Linked DNA regions of Oncorhynchus mykiss: region 1 is linked to region 2. A link is a contact called in public Hi-C data. All regions are on one chromosome and are shown on one strand. Each heading gives the region's core, a stretch centred on a gene start, on an enhancer-like site or on the middle of the called end of the contact. The rest is flanking DNA. Distances are from core to core; before and after follow the strand shown. Region 1 holds the start of eps15 (epidermal growth factor receptor substrate 15). Region 2 holds the start of LOC110524422 (glutamate--cysteine ligase regulatory subunit).

Region 1 (4,852 bases), core at 1,321-3,820, 860 kb before region 2:
TCCATAAGCAATTCTGCTATATTTTCTAGTCAATGGTAACAGTTGTATTTATCTATGAGCTTCACCATCTGTTATCTGTCGACCATTTTTGCTATCCCACCTTTTTCTCAGTATTATGTTTTAAAAGTATTGGCCTTAAAGAAGTTAAATAAACATTATTTTGTTTTTGCATGCAGTAACTTATTTTGTGTGTTCCCTAGGATGATGAATATACCCACATGTACACACTGGTAGTCAATCCGGATAACACCTACGAGGTGGAGATCAACAACAAGAAAGTTGAGTCTGGAAGCCTAGAGGAGGACTGGGACTTCCTCCCCCCAAGAAGATAAAGGACCCTGATGCTGAGAAGCCAGATGACTGGGATGAGAGAACATTGATGATCCTGAAGACAAGAAACCAGAGGTATGTTAACAAGACATTAAAGAATGCATGAGAACACCATTTCATTTTCTGTAGAAAATGCAGGTGACTCTGTGCAAAGGACATTATTAAGCCACTGTTTCCTTTAGGACTGGGATGTGGCTGAGACTATCCCTGACCCTGATGCCAAGAAGCTTGATGACTGGAACGATGAGATGGATGGTGAATGGGAGCCTCCCATGGTCACGGACCCTGACTATAAGGTAGGCCTCCACGGTTGTTTGTACTCATGGCCACAAGGATTTGGTGTGAATGTACTACACTCGGTGAAATGTGGTCTTGCCATTTTTACTAATTTGCCTATTTACTTGGATACATAGTGGGGAAAAAATACTTTTGCATAGGGAACTAAGCACTTTCTGACATTGTTTTTCACAGGGGGAGTGGAAGCCCAAACAGATTGACAATCCTGCCTCCAAGGGGAAATGGGTGAACCCTGAAATTGACAACCCTGACTACACTGCTGACCTTGAAATATGCCAGCATGGGGGTGATTGGATATGTGGCAGGTAGAGTGACTGACTCTAATCCTTGATTAATGTAACATGGTGTGTAGTGTTTTACTATTCTTTTGACTTTCATTTTTTTTGAAGTGAATGGTTAAGATTTAAATAAACAATGACCCTTTATCATTTTATAGGTGAAGTCAGGGACTATTTTTGACAACTTTCTCAATGAACCAAAGCTTGCAGAAGTAGGGAACGAGACATGGGGTGCAACAAAGGTAAGCCGATGGTCTCCTTTTTTTGTGTGATATACCATCAACTTTACCAGTTATGTTTAGATTGAGTTGTCATTATAATATGCCCTCTCTAAAAGGTGATGTGTGCATCGTCTCCTACCCTGTCAATATATATATATATTTTTTTGCGGTCTACACAGGACCCTGAAAAGATGATGACGGACAGTCAGGAAGAGGAGAGAAAGAAACGGGATGGAGAAGAGATTAATAAAAAGGAGGGAGAAGAGGATGAAGAAATTGACTCTAAACACAAAGATGAGATGAACTTCTGAAAAGGAACCCTGTCTACTATGATCCATTGGCGCAAGGCTGAAGATGGGGCTTTGTTTGGCCTTTCCGTTAATGATTTATGCTTCTCCCCCAAAACAAATGGGTAGCTATTGTTTTGCCTACATCACAAGGGAAGGGGCGAAAACTAAGGACAGCAATTAGTTATGTTTCCATGTTATGTTGATAATCTATAGGAGTTCAGATTTGAGATTTGGTTGAAGATTTATTGTTAGATTTGAGATTTTTATTTTTTAGCAGTGACATGCCAGTAATTGTTTTTGAAAGTGAAGTTTACAACAATTTGAATCTCATCTCTGAAAACAATGTTCTTCTGCTAACTACATTAAGTATATTGACCATCTCAAATTTCCTGACAATGTTTACCTCAATGCATTTTTTTTGTGTATTTAAAAAAAAAAATCTGACACATTTTTGTTGAGTCTGTGCTACCTGATGTCTGGTAGGTGCTTGTACCCCAAACATGTATATGGCATTATGATGGTGTATATGTGTGTGGAGAGATATATTGTTTTGGCTATGGTGTGAAAGTCTACTGATTATCCTTTTCTGCAGCTTATTTTCAGCACTCATGGGGTCACTCTGTGTATTGGGTAGGCAGTTTTCACTAACTACTCAAGCTACCTTAAATCAAATGCACCTATTTTCTAAATTGAAAATAAGCTCAGACTGCATACATACAGCTGTTAAGATATTCTAAAGCAGGAGGCTCTGATATTGATATGTTCATTTTGGGATTTTTTTTTTAAACTGGAATTTTCCCCCCTCTGGATTTTAATGTAAATGTTTCTGCACTGCTCTACCCTAAAGCCTTGTCCCTATGCTGATTGGAAGTTGACCCTGTTGTGAAACATTTTAGACTATGTATGGGGAGGCTGTTTTCATTTTATTGTGGAAGGAAGAAGTTCTTATACAGATTACTCTCCAATAATGCAACATAAAGGAAGTGACTCAATTTATTGGTTTTGTCTCATTCTTATATATTCTATAACGCTCACCGTGTGTGTCGCGTAATTTGAGGTTAACTCCACCTTCCCGTGGTTAAGTTTGCAGCGTTGCAAACAGCCATTCATTATTACACTGGCATTAAACTCGTTCACATTTACACCAGAGCACTGCTGCAGACAGTCGCGGGAGCAGCGCCATCTGAAGCTGATTGAATGACCCCCATTCCAGTACACAAATTCCAGTGCCTCGTTTTTAAAGCTGCCTCTAATCTATCGTTACGCAGAATGAAGTAGTGGGAACAGAAACATTATGGCTGCCAGTCTTTCCCTGACTCAGGTAAGTATTTTATTTCAAAACGAATGGTGATTAGTATGTAGGTGCTTTGTACTTATTGGGCAAATGGATTTAAGGAATAAATGGTTTTGAACTGCTGTGCCTCGCGGTCTTGAACTCTTTTGAAGTTTTCCTCAACCCAAGATATGACTGGGTAAAGTTTCTGCCTAACGCCTTTAGCGACTGCGTAAGGGCGTTGCTAGTTAGGCTAACATTAGCTGCCTGTTGTGTCAATTTTGGAATGGTCGGATAGCTACAGTAGCTAGCTAGAACTTTTGCCTAGTTTTGTTTCTTTTGATTGTATTCACTGGTCACTACATTACCTAGCTAACTTTGAGAGCTCCTTTATTTCAATATGCAAAGTTCCTATTTGTTCGACTGTCAACATTTATTTGTAAGCGTAATGTTAGCTAGCTAACTACCAGTTTGCATTCATGCTGTGTGAGCCGCATAGCAAAGCTAGCACGGTAACGTTAACTAGCTTCAATCCACTTTCCTCTCTTTGTAAACTAACGTTTATTGTAACGTATTAGGTAGAGGATATCAAGTCAGCTGTCCGATATGACCGTTTTAATCATTTATTAAACTGCCAATACAAACTAACTTTAATTAGTTAGCTTGCTATCATCAGCTAGTCAGAGAAGAGGAAGTAGCCGCATGTTGTCCCATATGACACTGCCAATGGCCAACTATGTTGCAGACGACCGCTGTTTTATTAATCACATTGATATTAGTATTGGTTTTCTGATTCATTTAAGTTGATAGTGGACGTTATTTGCCAGCAGTATTCTACTGGTTAAACTAGCTAGTTAGTTTAGCTGACATCCTGACTATTGACATTGTTAATCTCATAGTTACTACATATTTTGACTGCATAATGATTGCGTTAGCTATATGTCATTAACTAGCTAGCGAAGTTAGTATGCACTGATTTATATATTTGTCTTATGTTATGGGATATTACCATTCTTCAATGGAGTGACATGTTCTTTACCTCGGCTGAGCTATACCAAGGCAAAAGACTGGGGTTGGTAACTACAGTTGGTGCAATTTCTTGGCAGCAGGGCTGTGCTGTGCGGGGGGAATAAGGATTGGACAAGAAAATACTGCATACAGCACAGTATAGCTAGTATCATCTGCAGTTTTGTGAAGAGTATTCATTGCTATGCAATTAGTCACACAAAGACTCTGTGTTTAGGCAGCCAACAGTGCCAGGCACACAATGGTTTCCAATAGAAAATGGTGTGGGGGTCTGGGAAAGATATAATGATCAGATTATGAATGTATTATTGAAGTAACATGCAATGTCATACACTTTTCAACGAGTAAGCTAGATCTATATGTTTTATATAGCCTTTTTGGAATCGTCTGACTCGTCTATAGTACTGTAAGGTTGCAGTTGTTAAAACATTACATTTATTAGTTAGCTGTTCTTTGAATATTAATATTTTTGTAAAAGTGCAAAGGAGAAGAGCACATCCAATATTTAGTCTGTTCACAGACAAAGCTCTTACTGGTCAAACACTCCCATTGTGAATGCACCATAAGGAGCCACAGGAAGTGAGTGTCAGGAAGTCCATCATGGTTTTCTTCTTCGGAAATCAGAAAATACCCATTCCTTTATTACATTACTTGAGAGGCGCCATTTGTATGTTAACTTTAAACAAGGTGGGATAGTGCTTGTCTATTTCATATGATCATTGGCAGATGACGGTCTTCTCCTGATCTGATTTCATACTTAGGCTAGACCTTATTCATTGTGTAAAATGTGGTAGTGCAGGCTATTCGTTTCTTTGGAGGAGTTCAGAAGGTTGGTTGACTCATGTTACTGAGGAATGTGATTATCAGTACGATTGATTATCTATGATGTTTGTATGTGTGTTTACGTCTATAATTTGTTTATGATATCTAAGTTGTTATGTCTGGAAACATTGTTCCCCTGCTGCTGCTGTCTTGGTTGGACTAGGTCTCTTGAAAAGTAGATTTTATCTCTGTGAGACTACCTGGATAATAACTTAGTTTAGCCTGTTGCTTGGACTAGGCATTCCACTTTCCTAACCACTTGATTTCAAGCGCTGCACACACACAGTACTGAAGTACACATTGCCAGCCTATGAA
Region 2 (4,486 bases), core at 229-2,728:
GTGACTTAAATTGTGGTGACAGATTACATGCTTAGTTGAACAAAAGTAGTAGCAACCAGGGAAAGTGTTGTGGGGGGTAAATGGTGACATGAAGTGGTTTCTGTTACCCTAGGTGACCCCAAGTTACCCTGACAGGTATGCCTACATTATATTCACTGTGTTTATGCAAGTTTTTTATTTTTTTATAAATCAATAGAATGCTAACTAGATAAAAGATTAAAAGATCACATTTGGGATCTAGCTAATTATTAGTCCAATAGGTTAAATGCAGATGGGCTGAAGCACAGTTTGCCTATTCATTTATAGCAAATGAAGATCAATAAATAAACAAATAAATAAATAAGAGAACTGCCTAACCGTTGGTGAAGTTGGTGGTGGTATCGTGGCAAACCACTCACTAAGTGTAGCTCGAACACAGTCTTGAATCTGGAATGGTAAAAAAAAAAATGTATTAAGAGTGGACTGTAAATGAATGGAAGTGTTAACATGTTTGCTATAAACAACACCTCGTAACTAGGTAGGGCTTTCAATTATGCCTATAGATCACTCAATGATGCTGTGAAAGATTGCCAGACATGGACAGTATAGGATTATTTTGTACACTGCTGGTAATTAGTGACTTGGACAGTACGAAAATGTGCGCATTAAGTTCTGGTACTGAGCTATGGCTTACTATACAAGATCAACACATTAAACGCTAAATGGATATTCTTCGAGTCAAGTTGGGCACAGCTTCAAGGAAATAGTTTTATGATTGTTCTCCATGCCGAATTAAAGCTGGCCTTCAATAATCTACACAAGACAAGTCCTGGCTTTCTTAATTTAAAATGTCCTCAAGCATCTTTAAATCTGATTATCAGGTGAATCATGACCCTGACAGGTCTTGCAATACAGCCATAAACGTCAGACTACATAACGCAAACTGATGTTTTTAATGACGTAATGGGGATGGATATAGGAAAGACAACGCATGGTTGTTGAGCTACCTAAACGCGCTAATTTAAGTCGAGGCCATGGTTTTTCAAGCTAGTTAGCAACAACATTATCTAGCCAGTTAGCTGACCAGCCGTAATGCACTCTTTTCAAACGTCTTACATTAGCTAGCCAGTTATGACAAAGTCAATGGTCAGTCTTACCTCTTCACTAGGTGAAGACGGACATTTTTTCTTGAGACGGCTACGGTTTACTAAATTTCCCGTGTGCAGATTCAATGTCGTAGCATGGTTGAGAAGCACTTTAGCACTGGTGGTGTGATTGTCCATGTGGTGTCCTTGGTTGTCAGTAAATATATAGTAGTGAAACGTCCTTTTAAGCTATCCAGCAACTTATCCAGTTATTTATTTCTGCAGTTAGCGACAGGACTCACCGCGTTTCAAAAACAGTACCTCTGTGAATTGCATATGTACCGGTAGTTTATTTTGCTGGTGGAAACTAGCGCTATGAGCACGCCCACCTTGTAACTGTGCGTTGTGTGCAAAATCTGGCATGGATTTATGTGGAATTTAGCACCCTTTTGACCAATATGTTGTTACAGTTCAGTACTGTACTGACAATTGTAATGTATATTAATCATGACTCAGCTTGTTTCAAGAGAGAAGATTTCCTTTTTAATTCAACATGAAAATCACCACCAGTAACCAGGTTTCCATCCAACCTTTTTATGCTTAGTAACATACATGTCAGGTAAAAAATGTGACAGGTCTGATGGAAAAATATTTTTTTTAGGTAAACGTTCAAAATGTTGAAAAAAAAAATTACGCCAAACTACGTGGGATCTTCTTGTTTCTGTAAAATTAATTATGAATCAGCAAACTGCTCGCCCACACGACGTCATATACGGTTGAGGCTGCGGTTGTGAGGCTGGTTGGATGTACTGCCCAAAACTATAAAATTACATTGGAGGTGGCTTATGGTAGAGAAATTAACATTAAATGATCTGGCAACAGCTCTGGTGGACATTCCCAGAGTCAGCATGCCATTTGCACACTCCCTCAAAACTTGAGACATCTGTGGCATTGTGTTGTGTGACAAAACTGCACATTTTAGAGTGGCCTTTTATTGTCCTCGGCACAAGGTGCCCTTGTGTAATGAGCATGCTGTTTAATCAGCTTCTTGATGTCTGGCACCTGTCAGGTGGATAGATTATCTTGGCAAAGCAGAAATTCTCACTAACAGGGATGTAAACAAATTTGTGCACAAAATTTGAGAGAAGCTTTTTGTGCGAATGGAACATTTCTGGTATCTTTTATTTCAGCTCATGGGACGAGCACTTTACATTTTGAGTTCATATTTTTGTACAGTGTACTTAACGACCGTTCCACAGGTGTATGTTCATTAATTGTTTATGATTCATTGAACAAGCATGGGAAACAATGTTTAAACTCTTTACAATGAAGATCTGTGAATTTATTTAGATATTTACTCATTATCTTTGAAAGACAGGGTCCTGAAAAAGGTTTGTTTCTTTTTTTTGCTGAGTTTACATTTTTGCCACTTTTGACTATTCAGGAATCCTACGTTTGAATGCTAATCAGACAAATTGTGAGAGTGATTTTGATGATTTTGTGTTGTATCCCTTCAGATGCCTGTGGACATCAGTACACTCTCAGAGGAAGAAAGGAAAATCAGGATCTGGAGGCGGGACTCCAAGAAGGGAGCTGTTAAACAGAGGACGGTGGAATTCAAAGACTATTTCAAAGGGGATGAATACAGCAAGTTTTGGAAGATGTGATAGAGCCTGTTGTAGCTACTTAACTTTACTGTTCTGCCATTATTGTGTGTATATATATATACAAATATATTTTTATTCACTTAACTACATATATAATTTTGTGACCATAGGTTTATTTATTTTTTATTATGAACACAACATACAAATGACAGAAATATACAAACAAGAGTACATAAACCTAACAGACGGGTATTACATATCGAGACTAACACTTTTATGGTGCATATTTCTTTTTACATTTACTCTTCATTTCAAAATAATATTTAAAGCATCTTAAACAATGTGAAGAGGGGTTTGTTCTCTGCCCACTACTTTGTATGGATAAATAAATTAACAATGAAAGTTACGTCACTGTCGTCATAAAGAGGAGACCAAGGCGCAGCTTGGTAAGCGAACATAACTCTTTAATTAAAGAGAGAACACTGAACAGAACTAAACAACAAAACGTGAAGCAATATGGCTAGTGCAGAACAGGCAACTAAACATAGAATAACAACCCACAAAATAACCAAGGAATATGGCTAGCTAAATATGGTTCCCAATCAGAGACAACGATAAACAGCTGCCTCTGATTGAGAACCAATCCAGGCAGCCATAGACATATAAACACCTAGACATACAAAAAACCCTAGATATACAAAACCCCTAGACATACAAAAAAACCTAGACAATACAAAACTAAACGTCACACCCTGACCTAACCAAATAATAAAGAAAACTAAGATAACTAAGGTCAGGGCGTGACAGTCACGTTCCATATAATTTGGATCAAAATAAACATTATCAGATTCTCTCAGATTAACATTAATAGTCGTTGCTTTTGGAATAAAATCTTCTAACTCACTCCAAAATCGTCTGACATAAGAACAGTCCCAAAATAAATGGTCAAGAGTTTCTGGGTCACAGCCACAAAATACACATTTGTTATCAATAGCTATTTTAAATCTGTGTATATTAAAGGTCTTCACAGGGTAGGTTCTATGAATGAGTTTGTATGATACTTCTTTCACATTATTAGATATACAATATTTACCAGATAACAATGAGACTTTGTTCCAGTTCACTTGTCCTAGGGCTGCATTCCAGTACATTTTAGCAGAGGGAATAGTAACATATTGACATCGTTTCCTTATATACATGTTATTACATTTATAGTTTAAACTGTCAATTCCTTCTAACTGTATTGAGGCTACAAAATCCTCAACAGTTGCACTTGGAGTATTGTTATATTATCCTAAAAGAAGAATAGCACCTTTAGGGACAGCTCTCACAACAATGTGATACTCTTCAGGAGTGAATGTAACATTGTGTTCTCATGAAGTCTTGATAATCATATAGTTGGCCATCATTATTCAATAATTGTTTAACCCAGATAATGTTCTTGTCAAACCAGTTCTGGAACATAATAGTATGTTTGTTAGCTGCCCAACAGAGCATACAGCACACACATACATATCCTATGGATTTTAGGAAAATGTCACCACTGAAATCTTTCCAGGAAACATCCTTTACAATCTGATAGGTATTTCTGAAGAATTTCCGGTTTATATGTGACCAATGAATGGGGTTCCATATTGTCTTGATAAGCTGATTAATTATTGACTTGCTTCATGCTAGCCTCAAAGTTCACACGGTTTTCTATGTTTTTGTCAAAATGACTTCAACACCTAGTCTTGCGACAACGACTTCTGTGCCTGAATTACCTGAAAAGTTTGCTTTGGAAGCTCTTGATATTGTTGTGGTCGTGGTATACTT

The links. Hi-C and Micro-C count contacts between places; a contact is called where the count stands out from the background.
Region 1: a Hi-C map of liver shows a contact between it and region 2, with 8 times the contacts expected there. The contact joins the promoter of eps15 here to the promoter of LOC110524422 in region 2. A contact is called at or near these places in 2 of 3 Hi-C or Micro-C datasets (blood and liver).

What each region holds. Positions count from the first base shown.
Region 1 is chr5:69,048,096-69,052,947 of USDA_OmykA_1.1, reverse strand. eps15 (epidermal growth factor receptor substrate 15) reads left to right here and starts at 2,570. Exons shown (of 25, transcript XM_036978205.1): 1 at 2,570-2,737. The coding sequence starts at 2,711. It also overlaps the pseudogene LOC110522990.
Region 2 is chr5:68,190,744-68,195,229 of USDA_OmykA_1.1, reverse strand. It overlaps LOC110524422 (glutamate--cysteine ligase regulatory subunit), which reads right to left and starts at 1,478. Exons shown (of 7, transcript XM_021604025.2): 1 at 1,137-1,478; 2 at 358-426. The coding sequence starts at 1,262. It overlaps slc5a9 (sodium/glucose cotransporter 4), which reads left to right and starts at 4,314. Exons shown (of 13, transcript XM_021604024.2): 1 at 4,314-4,486. The coding sequence starts at 4,386.